Regions from separate parts of the Mus musculus genome. Here region 1 is linked to region 2. Evidence: chromatin contacts called from public ChIA-PET data. All regions are on one chromosome and are shown on one strand. The core of a region is the stretch at or near the end of the contact, and the rest is flanking DNA. Distances in the headings are between cores, read along the strand shown. Region 1 has its middle 53 kb from the start of Gm9946. Region 2 has its middle 130 kb from the start of Cxcl12.

Region 1 (5,295 bases), core at 2,286-4,785, 310 kb before region 2:
GTGTGTGTGTGTGTGTGTGTGTGTGTGTGTGTGTGTCCTTCCCTGAAGATCCTGCTTCTGAGAGGAGTCCTATCTGGTAAACAGAGGCTGCTGACCTAATCCCTTTCTAAGGGTTCTACTTAAACCCTGATTTACTGGGGGGCACAGTCAGTCCATAGCACTAGGACAGGTCTGGCAAGCTGGTTTGGGGATCTGCAGGAGCTGGCGTCATGGTTGAAATTGGAATGGATAACAACAGGGTGGCCAGCACAATCTGAGCCACACAAGCAGAGGGACAGAGTGTGCTCATGAGGGGACAGTGTTAGAGCCCATGTTCCTCACTGGGGCCTTATCCTACTGTGTAAAGAGGGTAGCATCCTTAAGTGTTGATGCCAAAACAGCTCAACAGGAAAGAGTTTATTCTAGAATCCAATACCAGTCACCATGTCTTATGATCACAAAATCAGCTTATCCCAAAGACCATGCTCCAACGTGGGAACACTTTCATGAATATTTTAATAGTAACAGAACGGAATATTTAAATAGTAATAGTAACAGAAAGTAATAAACCAAGGCCCTATGTAAGTACACTGGTGGGAACATTAAGCAAACAGGTTGCAGAAAACTGGGGAAATCACTGACCACAGTCATTGAAGCTTTAATCAGTCATTCAGTCTTGTGGATTGTTTAACACAGGTGTGGCCCCACCTACAGACACGCCAAGTAACACAACCAAGGTGAATATCCAGAAATATAGCTGAACTTAAATTTAAGATCATACAGCATACACACACATCACACAGAAAATGAAATATTAAACGCCTGTTGTAGAAGTAAATATTAGAGTATAAGACAGGAATGAGAAGTTACAGATACCATTGGAAGGGGCTGACTGGGTAGAATCTTCAGGAATGGTTGGCCTCTCCCCAGCTTTATAGAGACCAGTTTAGCCTATGGCCAGTGATGGACCCGGCCCGAGGTACAGACACCGGTGTGATCTGAAGAGTGTGTGAACAAGTTAGCCCTGTCCTTCCCCTCTCAGGACCTCAACAGAAATGAGTGGAAAGGATTCCAGATCTCAAGCTGGAGCCAGCGTGCCAGTGTGAAATGACAGCTGTTCAGAGCCAGGGCTCTATGGCCAGCAGAGCCAGGTGCCGGCTGGGGGACAGAGGGTAGCAACCCCTTAGTGTGTCCACAGCAGATTAGAGAAGGAACCTGGAAGTACCATGTGGAGACGTTAGATGAAATGGGTTAATGTAGCAGAAAGTTCTGGTTAAACTCCTGGCTCTCGGTAGTTTATATATAAATTCCTAACATATATAGTATCTGTTTGTTTGTGTCTTTGGCTAGACTGTACAGCAGATGACTTAAGACCAGGCAGCAAATTTGAGGTGGAGCCATGGTTATCACAACGGGCTGCCCGGACCACAAAGCTGATTTATTTCAATCATAACAGCAGCAAATTCCTGTTATTGTAATGAATCACAGCGGGTAAGCACACAGATGCAGGGGATGGGATCACGGGGCTGGCTGACTTTGCAGCTAGGGTAACTCAAAGCAGACTTGTAGTATCCTAATGATGCGATTTCTGTGGCAACCAAACCTGCAGCCCGCTCGCACCAAACAGGCCGTAATGAAATCTAGTATTTTTTATGGAATATTTTCCCTAAATGATAAGGATTGCATATGGTTCTTTTCCCATTGTGCAGCCGTTCAGTCCAAAGCAAACATTTGAGAGATTTTTAACTGAGGTTGGCAAGCTCAAACTTGTTTCAGCTTAAGAATATCCAGGCCATCTGCTGCAAACTCCCCAATAGAAAACACACTGAGCCTGGACTGCTCAAACTAATTTAATCATGAGATACCATTTCCTGGATTCGAAGGGGAACATTTCTATTTGCCCACTAGGGCTTTTTTTGGGGGGGGGAAAGGACTATATATTTGCAGTATGGTATGTTAGTCACTTGGAATTTCAAAGAAAAAAATAGAGTAGGGGTTCTGGAAAACAAACGTTGAAGAGGTCATCGCTTCAATTCTTTGCAGATGATTTTAATAGAAGAGTTTTCAGTACAATGTTACAACAGATGTGACAAGAATTGAGAGACAGGGCCATCATTTTGTAGGAAGCTAATTGATTTGTGCTGCTTGTACTTTGTTTTTGGACATATTTAACAAATAAGTACTTTTCTTCCCTTTTTTTGGATAATTTTTATATTTTTACGTGCATCGGTGTTTTGCCTGCATGTATGTCTGTGTGAGGGTGTCAGATTCCCTGGAAAAGGAGTTACAGATAGTTGTGAGTTGCTATGTGGGTGCTGGAAATTGAACCCGGATCCTCTGGAAGAACAGTCAGGAAAGACTCTCAACTTCTGAGCCATCTCTCCAGCCCCAAGGAAGCACTTTTCTGTACCGTGATAGTAAATCTCTGAATTTGGCCATGAGATGGTAGAGAGTTAGGTTCCAAATCAGCAGGCACACAGACCACTCGCTCACTCACAAGTGCTGTGCACACACCCTAGCCCTAACACCTCCCCCACCCCACAATCTTTTGCACAACTATTAGCTAGTAGTTCTAGAAGTGTGTTCAGAGACAGCCTCATTCGCTGGCACAGGCGACTGTGCCTTATCACAAGATGGCTGTAGGGAAGAACGAGGGTTTTAAAAACATAACCTGGGCTCACATTCTAAAGAACTTTGTGCCATAGTTACGTATGCCTGCAAATTTAATGAGTATGAATTTAATGCTGTTAGTTTTTTTTACTTATAAATCCACACATATATTAAGATCAGATGTGTACATTAACTAACAATGAGCATACACAAAAGCCAAACCAAACCTAAAAAAAAAAACCAACAACAAAAAAACCCAACAACAACAAAACCAAAACAAAACCAAACCAACCAACCAACCAAACAACAAAAAAACCAAAACCCAAACCAGGCGTCTGAGTTGGGCATTTAGGAAATCGTCCGTACTGTGTTAGGTATTAATTAACCTGAAGGAAGGCTCCAGGGAGCAGCTGACATGGACCCTGCTCTTTGGCCTTGATCCCAGATGCAGCCCAGCTCTCTAGGTCCAGTGCCTTCTTCATCATGTGCTCACAGTGCTCACCGATCTTCTGATGTAGCTTCCACCCCCTCCCCAGCTCTCCGGCAGACGCAAACCACCCTCAGAACTCCACCCGGGACATCACCCAGAAGGTTTTCTCTGTTGCTGTCGCTTTCATTTTCTTCTTTGGTCTGCCTTTTATGTCAGTATCTGGTTTCTAAGTGTAAGAAAGAAAGGAGGGCGTGGAGATTTCAGTTCCCAGCATGGATGGCAGCAATAGTATCTCCTCTTCTGGTGCTCATCAGTGCCTCCTGTTTCTAGGAAACTGCAGCATTTCGGTTTGATTTGAATCTGGATGAAGTCGAAGCGTCCCCTCTAAGTTCAGCATGGGGACTGGTTCGCAGACGCAATCATTTCAGTTATCATCAGTTCTCAACAGGTTTCATGCAGGTGCTCCTGGCTTTATCAGATTGGCTGCGGAGGTTGGGAGTTCTGTGCTCTAGGACCCAGAACTTGGGCAAACTGGCCTTCTGCGTAGACTCTGTGCCCCAGGCTAATATAGACAGGCGTGAACTGAGCCACAGACTGCTCAGCTCATGAGCTCTGAATTTTCTCTCCACAAGGTAAATCCTATAGCAAACCTGGGTCTGAGAACATCGATCTTCTGGAAAAATCTAAGAATTCATCTTAGAACACCTGGCATGTGAGGCACTTGCCATTGGGGATTAAAAATTAGTGTTTGGACCAAAGGTGTTGACCACCATGTAGATTAAGATTTGGAGACTTAGAAGCTGTGGCATGACTGATGAAAACCAAGTTTTAAACAATGATTTTAGTATTACCTATCTGGCAAATCAGGTTTCTAACAAGTTGCTTTTTACACATTAGCCCAAACAAAGGTCTATGTCTCTTCCAGTTTCCTGGAAGCTACAGACTGAAGGTGCAAAGTTTCCATTTATAGAACAGGAAGGAAGTCGAATTATGATTGCATAGGGCCAGCGTCAGGATTCAAGCCTTCTGCTGGCACGGGCAGCTCACAGTCCTCAGTGGCGACTGGCTCCTCCATGAGGAAGATCTGCCTTTACTCTTACTCTAGATGACGCACAAACCCACGCCAGAAGGACCGTGCACAGTGTGACTCTGCAGCCTGTACTGCAGATGTGTAGAGAACACGAACCACACAACACAGCAGGGATGCGGAACTGTGCCCTTGAGTTATCACCCACAGGAGACTAAGGGGTGTTCTTTTACGTGCTCACCTTGTCAAGGTGTGGGAGCCTTGGCATCTTTTTCAACATGTGATGATTCTATTCCAAGTGATCAGCTCTTTTGTTTCTTCCCTTCTACTCATTGACTTCCGGGTAGTTTTCCTTGTTCTTCTTGGGTCTCTCTGCTTGGGTGCCTCTTGCCCACTTTTGGGGGAGGGGGTTATTATTCTCTCTCATCAATTTATAAAATTACAAACTTAATGATAATGTTAGTATTTTTATGCTATGTATTTTTATAAGCACTTCCCTACTCATTATATGCGTTTAAATATCTTACATTCTACAACGTATAACTCTTCTCAAACTGTGTATTCTTCTCACGGGGTCATCTTCCTTTTGGATTTCCTGGGATGTGCCTGGGAAGCTTGTGAGAACTCCTAAATCATGCACTCTGTCTCTTGTAATAGAAAAGCTTTCAGGGGACATGTTTGACTGCATCTAAGTCAAGTGGGGCTGTTGCTTTTATTGTTAAAGGTTTGACTCCCAGACGCTGTTTGTTCTTTTAGCCAGCTCGGTGGGAACTGTTAAATATACAGAGCAGACCAAAGAGCAAGTGCAACCTCTTGTCTGTCTCCCAGCTTCAGCGATTATCAGCACTTTGGCCGTTCTGACTTCATCTAGTCCTTATTTTCCTCTGAAGTATTTTGAAATTCTAGACACCATATTTTCCCCATAATCCATCATTATGGGTTGCATACAGAAGAGGATTTAAATTGCCCCATCGTATTATTTTCACACCCGATACAGCAACCATTAACACCGAACAGACATATCCCATTGAAAGCGTTCTTTTGTGGGTGAAAGACAGGATGTAGACAGGGTCTTTATTATGCGTTTACTCGGGGAAACTGGGTTATGCAGCCTTGTCCTGTAGGGACATTTAGCTGACTGATCTCTTCTTGAAGTGTTTTTATCTTCCATACTTCCTGAAAACTGGTAGTCATATCTAAGGCTTGATTAAATTCAGGTTCTTTTTCTGGCAAGAGCATGTTATATCTC
Region 2 (5,461 bases), core at 936-3,435:
GGAAATAGGAAAATTTAAGCATATATTATTCATAAAAAATAGAAAAATAACAATAGTGAATGTTAAGTGAATTGTCTAGTCTACTTAAAACAACACTTGACATATTAAAAAAAAGAAACCTATGTACTGAAAATTTGGAGTGTACCATATGGAGTTTAAATATATCTCAATCATAAGTTTATGCAATATATATTCCATCAGTTCTATATGGGCTAAAGATTTAACTGAAACACCATAGTTTGTAGAAAATAATTAAATTTATTTTATCATAAAAATGAATTAGGAAGCATGTCCTTACCAGTATGCAAAAATTACTTTCCCTTGTGAATTTAATTGACTAGACACTCATGACTTTCACATTTGCAAACATTATATTTTTCAATGTAATGTAGAAATAGAGGAAATAAGGAGGTAAGGCATTTCATTCTAAATGGGCAAACTGTCTCCACACAGGCACTACAGCCAGAGAGCACAAGCAAAGGGTCGATGGTAAGCACCTTTGGGAACAGGACGGTAACCCAGGGAATGAGTGTTTGGTCTTCTAAGTCTCAGCCTTGAGACTTGTCATCTACTGTTCTAGTTGGTGGAGAAGCCAAGCAGTTACCTTTTCTTGTCTTAGCAATATCCTAGGCTTTCTGCCTAATTCCTGCTTTTCTTATTGCTTTTCAGTTAGGAGAAGAAGGGCAGTGTCTCCCCTTCGGAAGTGCCGTCACTTGCTACAGCACTTCAGTGCCCACCAACAAAGTGACAACCCTAAGAACACAGTGAAGTTAGGTTGCAATTACTCTTTCTGAAGAGGTGGCTCAGTGGTTAAAACCTGATGAAGTTAGGTTCCAATGAATCTTTCCAGGAGTCTGACATCTCAGTGGTTAAAAGCACACACTGCTCTCTCAGAGGACCCAGGTTTTGGCTCCCAGCATCCACATCAGGTGCCTCACAAGTTACTCTAGTTGAGAGGAACTGAGGCCCTCTTGTGTCTGTAAGCATCAGCTCGAACATGGTAAACATAAATTCAAGCAAATGCACACACATAGACAAATAAAAGATAAAAACACGAATTAGAGTAAAAATGGAATTAGAAATCCTACTAGTAACCTCCTCTGAGTGTGGAAAGATGCAAGAAGGAAGGCTAAAGGGAGAGGCGGTTTAGTGGGAACACAGATGCAGTTGGAAATGATTCGTAGTAGAGGTAGTATGGTTGGCATTTGATTAGATAGATAGATAGATAGATAGATAGATAGATAGATAGATAGATAGATAGATAGATAGACAGGCATGGTGGCTTTCCAACACAAAGAACTGGTGAATGGTTTAGGAGCATTTTTTTGGTCAGCCAACTAAACTGACATAGCAGAAAACTGCCTTCTAAATACCCAAGCCCATGGCCCTCAATTAAAGCTGTCCCAGACTTAATTAGTGCATCCTCTTCTAACTCTGAACAGAAGTGATTGCAGGAGCTCATGGCCTCCCAAGATGCAGAAAATATGGACTGTAGTGGGCCCTAAGCAAGTCACTTGTACCCCCCTTCTAAGGCTCAGGGAACTCTGTGGAAGAGGGTCAGGAAGTGCGGAAGGGCTTGACAGCAGGCTGCTACAACTATTGTATTCCTTAACTCACTCAGTGTAGTTACCTACTCTGGGCCCATGCAAGACTGTCCCTATCAATAGTCAGCCAAGGAGGGGGAGAGGCTCCTGAGTCTTGAAACTATCAGCTAACTATAGATTCTTGGAAAGGGAGAAATCACTGTGGACCTGCTGCTGAGCTGACCAGACTCCAACAGATAGCTCAAAACGCACAGTCACACAGATGGTTCTGGTTAATCTTGGTGGGTCACAAAATCAAATAGATATGAACATGAGTGAGAGATTTGTGAGCAGCGGTGAGTGTGAACAGGGGGATGGGATGTGAAGGAGTGTAGTGTATGTAATTTTGTAAAATCAGTAACAATAATAGTTGTTTTTTTTTAAAAAAAAAGAAGGAGGAGAAGGAGGACCAGTTATCTAGGCTTTTCCCTTGGGCACCTCCCTCCCCTTCTGCTTGTATATCTGTGGTTCTTAGACGCCTGCTCTAGAGAGAGCTAAACTCCCAAGCAGAGATTTACCATCACCTTAAAGGGAACCCGTGGCCCTGCTAGGACGGTTACTAATGATGTTAAGGGCCAAGGTCCCTCCCACAGAGCACAAGGCAACACTCAGAGCTGGCATCAATAAATACAGGGATTTAAAACACATGGTGGATGGGGTCAAGGCTACATCTTCATCCCAGCCAGAAACATTGCATAATGCTTTTCCAGCATTTGCGCTGACTCTGAAAAGTTACTGGCCAAGAGTGTCTGCTGTGCTGGTGGTCAGTGCTTGTCACCTTCAGGTTCTCAATGCCATAGGGCTCTAAGACAAACACAGCTTCACTGATGAGCTCCCAGGGATGGGTGGGAAAGGCCTGAGTCCCCAGAGAGCTCTGTTCACCTCACCCACATGGGTTCCACAAGGAATCCACTCTGACATTCTCACTAAAGCATCTCAGTCTAGATTCCTAACATCTGCCCAGCTGTGTGGTCACCATGACCTCTGGATGCCAGCCAGATGGGAAAGTGAAAGGCTACGTGACCTTAAGATAAACAAAGCAAGATGGAGGTAATAGCAAAATGAGGGCAAATATTTACCATAAGAGCTGCAGTTGAACTTTGCTCTTGGGTGGAGGTCCAAGTTTGCTAGCACAACCTGACCTTAGCAACCTTGCCCTCAGCTCCGTTTTGAGATTACTTGTGTTGCACAGGTTTCCCACCAGCTCATTCCGAATCAACAAGTGTTCTTGTAACCTCGGAGCTTGCTAGTTGGGGCTCCTCTATAGGAAGCCCAAGTGTTTACCTCGGGTAAGTTGGTAATAATTTTGCCTTTTCTGGTTTGGACAGAATCCATTTAGATGCTTTAGCTTTGATACTCATAATTTAGAAGGATGTGGCCAATGAGAATGGGTCAAGGACATTATAAACCTTGAGAGGCTCACACTATGAGCTGATACGCAGTACAGCCCATCTCTATGGCCACCATGTCTTGATTCATGCAACATGGAGCTCTAAGAACTATCATTAGAAAGGAAGGGGAGGGGAGAAGGAGATGGGGAGACACAAGGGGACAAGACAAAACCAGGGGGTGGTTGGTGGGGAAGGAGACAGACAGGCTGGAAGGCTAGAGAATTCAAAAGAGGAAAAGGAGGAGGAAGAGGAGAAGGAGGAGGAGTGCTTGTGAGATGGTAACCATTTCTCATGGATTATCATTTGTGATCACCCAGTCTTAAAAGTGAACAGTACTTTCCATATTTTCAAAGGGAAGAAAAACTCCATTTGGAGTTTTGAGTTTGGAGGGATTTGATAACTTCTCCCAAGGTGGTGCATCCGTGAATAGTGGGGCTGAGCTGGGCCCAGCAGGACAGCAGGACTCCAGAATCATATGCAATCCACGTGATTTTCCTATTGTCTGATTATGCAGGGTACCATAGTGAACAAATAGTTAATAATATGTAGACACCTTTAACTTATCGTCTATACCGAAAAGAGGAAGACTCAGTACTCAGAACCCTCAGCCAATAGGATTTTTTGTTCACTAGTTTTACTTTTGTTGTTGTTGTTGTAAACTTTCAGGATAGTATATAAGGCTACAAAAGAACACAGAATGTCCTTGCCAGAGGGAACAGTGGAGGAAGGAGAAACATGACCACACAATCCATGATTCTGGATATAAAAGTTAGAACTGGTGGAATAGGTATGTGAGAGGCTGAGGCAGGAGAGTCACAGATTGGCCAGCTTGGGCTACATAAGGAGTTCAAAGCCAGCCTACTTTGTGTAATTCTATCTAAAAAATAAAGAGGAAGGATTGGGATGTAGTTCCCTGCTTGCCTAACAAGCCTCGAGACCCTGAATTCACCCTGATCACTGGGGAGAAAAGATGACTTGAAACACATCTGAACAAAGATGACCAGGTAACCCAGTGTGGCCACCAAACACAGCCAGGCTAGCATGGTTCACTGCCATCCTAAGGAAGAATTAGAACCCTGGTGGACTTTTTTAGTTTTACTTTTATCTTCTGAATGGTTTACCTTTTGATGGGCTGTTTACAGAGGGAAGGGCAAAGTATTCGGTTTATAACTCGTTGGCCATCTATGTATTTATATAGCTGGAAGGCAGGCACCAATCCTGTGAGACTGGTCATGTTTACAGTGGGGTGAAAAGTCCAGGGCTGAGACCTTGGCTTCTGCCCTGAATCCTAGGGAGCAACAGGCTAAATCAGTGAACCTGGAAATCAGTGAACCTGGAGAGGGAAAGCCTGGGGGTACAGTGGAGAGGAGCAGGATGGGCAGGGAGGGTATAGAGGGTGTATGTTGTGTTGATGTGGCATTTAGGACAATTGGAATCACTGTGTAGAGGGCTGCTTGGACCATGAGGTAGGCCAAGTGAACAGCAAACAACCTTAGTAATGGGTGCCGATGAAGCTGTGATGGGTGAAGACTGACCCAAAGAAGAGAATGATGAAATAAGATAGGAACCTGTAGTTGGCCAACTACGGAGAGAAGCAGCCTTGAGGATGGAAGTAAAGTTAGACATCTATGGTGCTGAAGAGAGAGATGCCAGTGGATGCCAGCTACTTATTTCCTATCAGTTTCCTATAGGAACTAGTTTCTCTTTCTTCATCCTTGTTCCTGAGTAAGGCCTATTAGAGTCTCAGTGAGACATTCTGACCTGGAGTAGATCTGAAAAATATCCCAGGAGCCTCCATAAGGCCCACATACAAATGCTGCTATGCCATCTCAATTTCTTGTAGCCCAAGCAGGAAGGCTATTCCTCTTAAACAGAGGCTCTGAGAGGGCCCCAGACCTCAGATTTCTGTTTCCTCTCCAAGTTCCCCCAAGGCCATCAGCTCTGATTTTCTGAGTGGCCAAGGTCACTTTTCTTTTGGGAAAATTGAATAGGAAGAACAAAACAAAACAACGGGCAAAGGGCCCATTGAGATTCTCAGATACATGAATGGCAGCAATTGCTAGGTGGCCATCTGTTTGGGACACTTTCCCTGCCTGACATCATTTTTACAAGGTGAAAGTTTCCACTTCTCCCAGGCAGGCCTAGGTCATGATGTGGGCAAAAGGAGTCAGAACCCATCTGCAGCTGCCCATGGTACAGCTCATCCTTCCACATACTTCATTATGCTGCTTCCGAACGCTGCATAAGTCATCAGAGGAGCTTCTAGAGTTACCTTGTGCTGACTCAACACACAGATTTTACCTTTAAAGCCCTGGGTCTGCTAAAGCATGGGCAGCACTAGAAACTGTGGTGGATGCAGGCAGATGAGAGATAACTAAGAGAAACTAAGTATCCCAATGACTTCAGAGTGTGCTAATTCTACGGAGGAAATCAGGAGACGTGATAAAAAGCGACCAAGTCTAGGATCTATCCATGATTGCATTAGAA

What was found. ChIA-PET counts read pairs in DNA pulled down with a chosen protein or histone mark.
Region 1: a contact with region 2 is called in an REV-ERBa ChIA-PET map of liver, with 13 times the contacts expected there. The contact joins two enhancer-like sites. A contact is called at or near these places in 5 of 484 Hi-C or Micro-C datasets (the C2C12 cell line, bone marrow-derived macrophages, embryonic fibroblasts and 2 more) and 2 of 115 datasets of contacts at active chromatin or transcription factors (the NIH/3T3 cell line and liver).

What each region holds. Positions count from the first base shown.
Region 1 is chr6:117,610,356-117,615,650 of GRCm38.p6, reverse strand. No RefSeq gene overlaps it. Among named protein-coding and RNA genes, the nearest start is that of Gm9946, 53 kb to the right of the region's middle. Within about 2 kb of position 3,535, at least 27 of the 459 cell types and tissues checked have an H3K27ac peak or open chromatin away from gene starts, as enhancers often do. A contact at or near this core is called in liver, where this site is marked.
Region 2 is chr6:117,296,860-117,302,320 of GRCm38.p6, reverse strand. No RefSeq gene overlaps it. Among named protein-coding and RNA genes, the nearest start is that of Cxcl12, 130 kb to the right of the region's middle. Within about 2 kb of position 2,185, at least 15 of the 459 cell types and tissues checked have an H3K27ac peak or open chromatin away from gene starts, as enhancers often do. A contact at or near this core is called in liver, where this site is marked.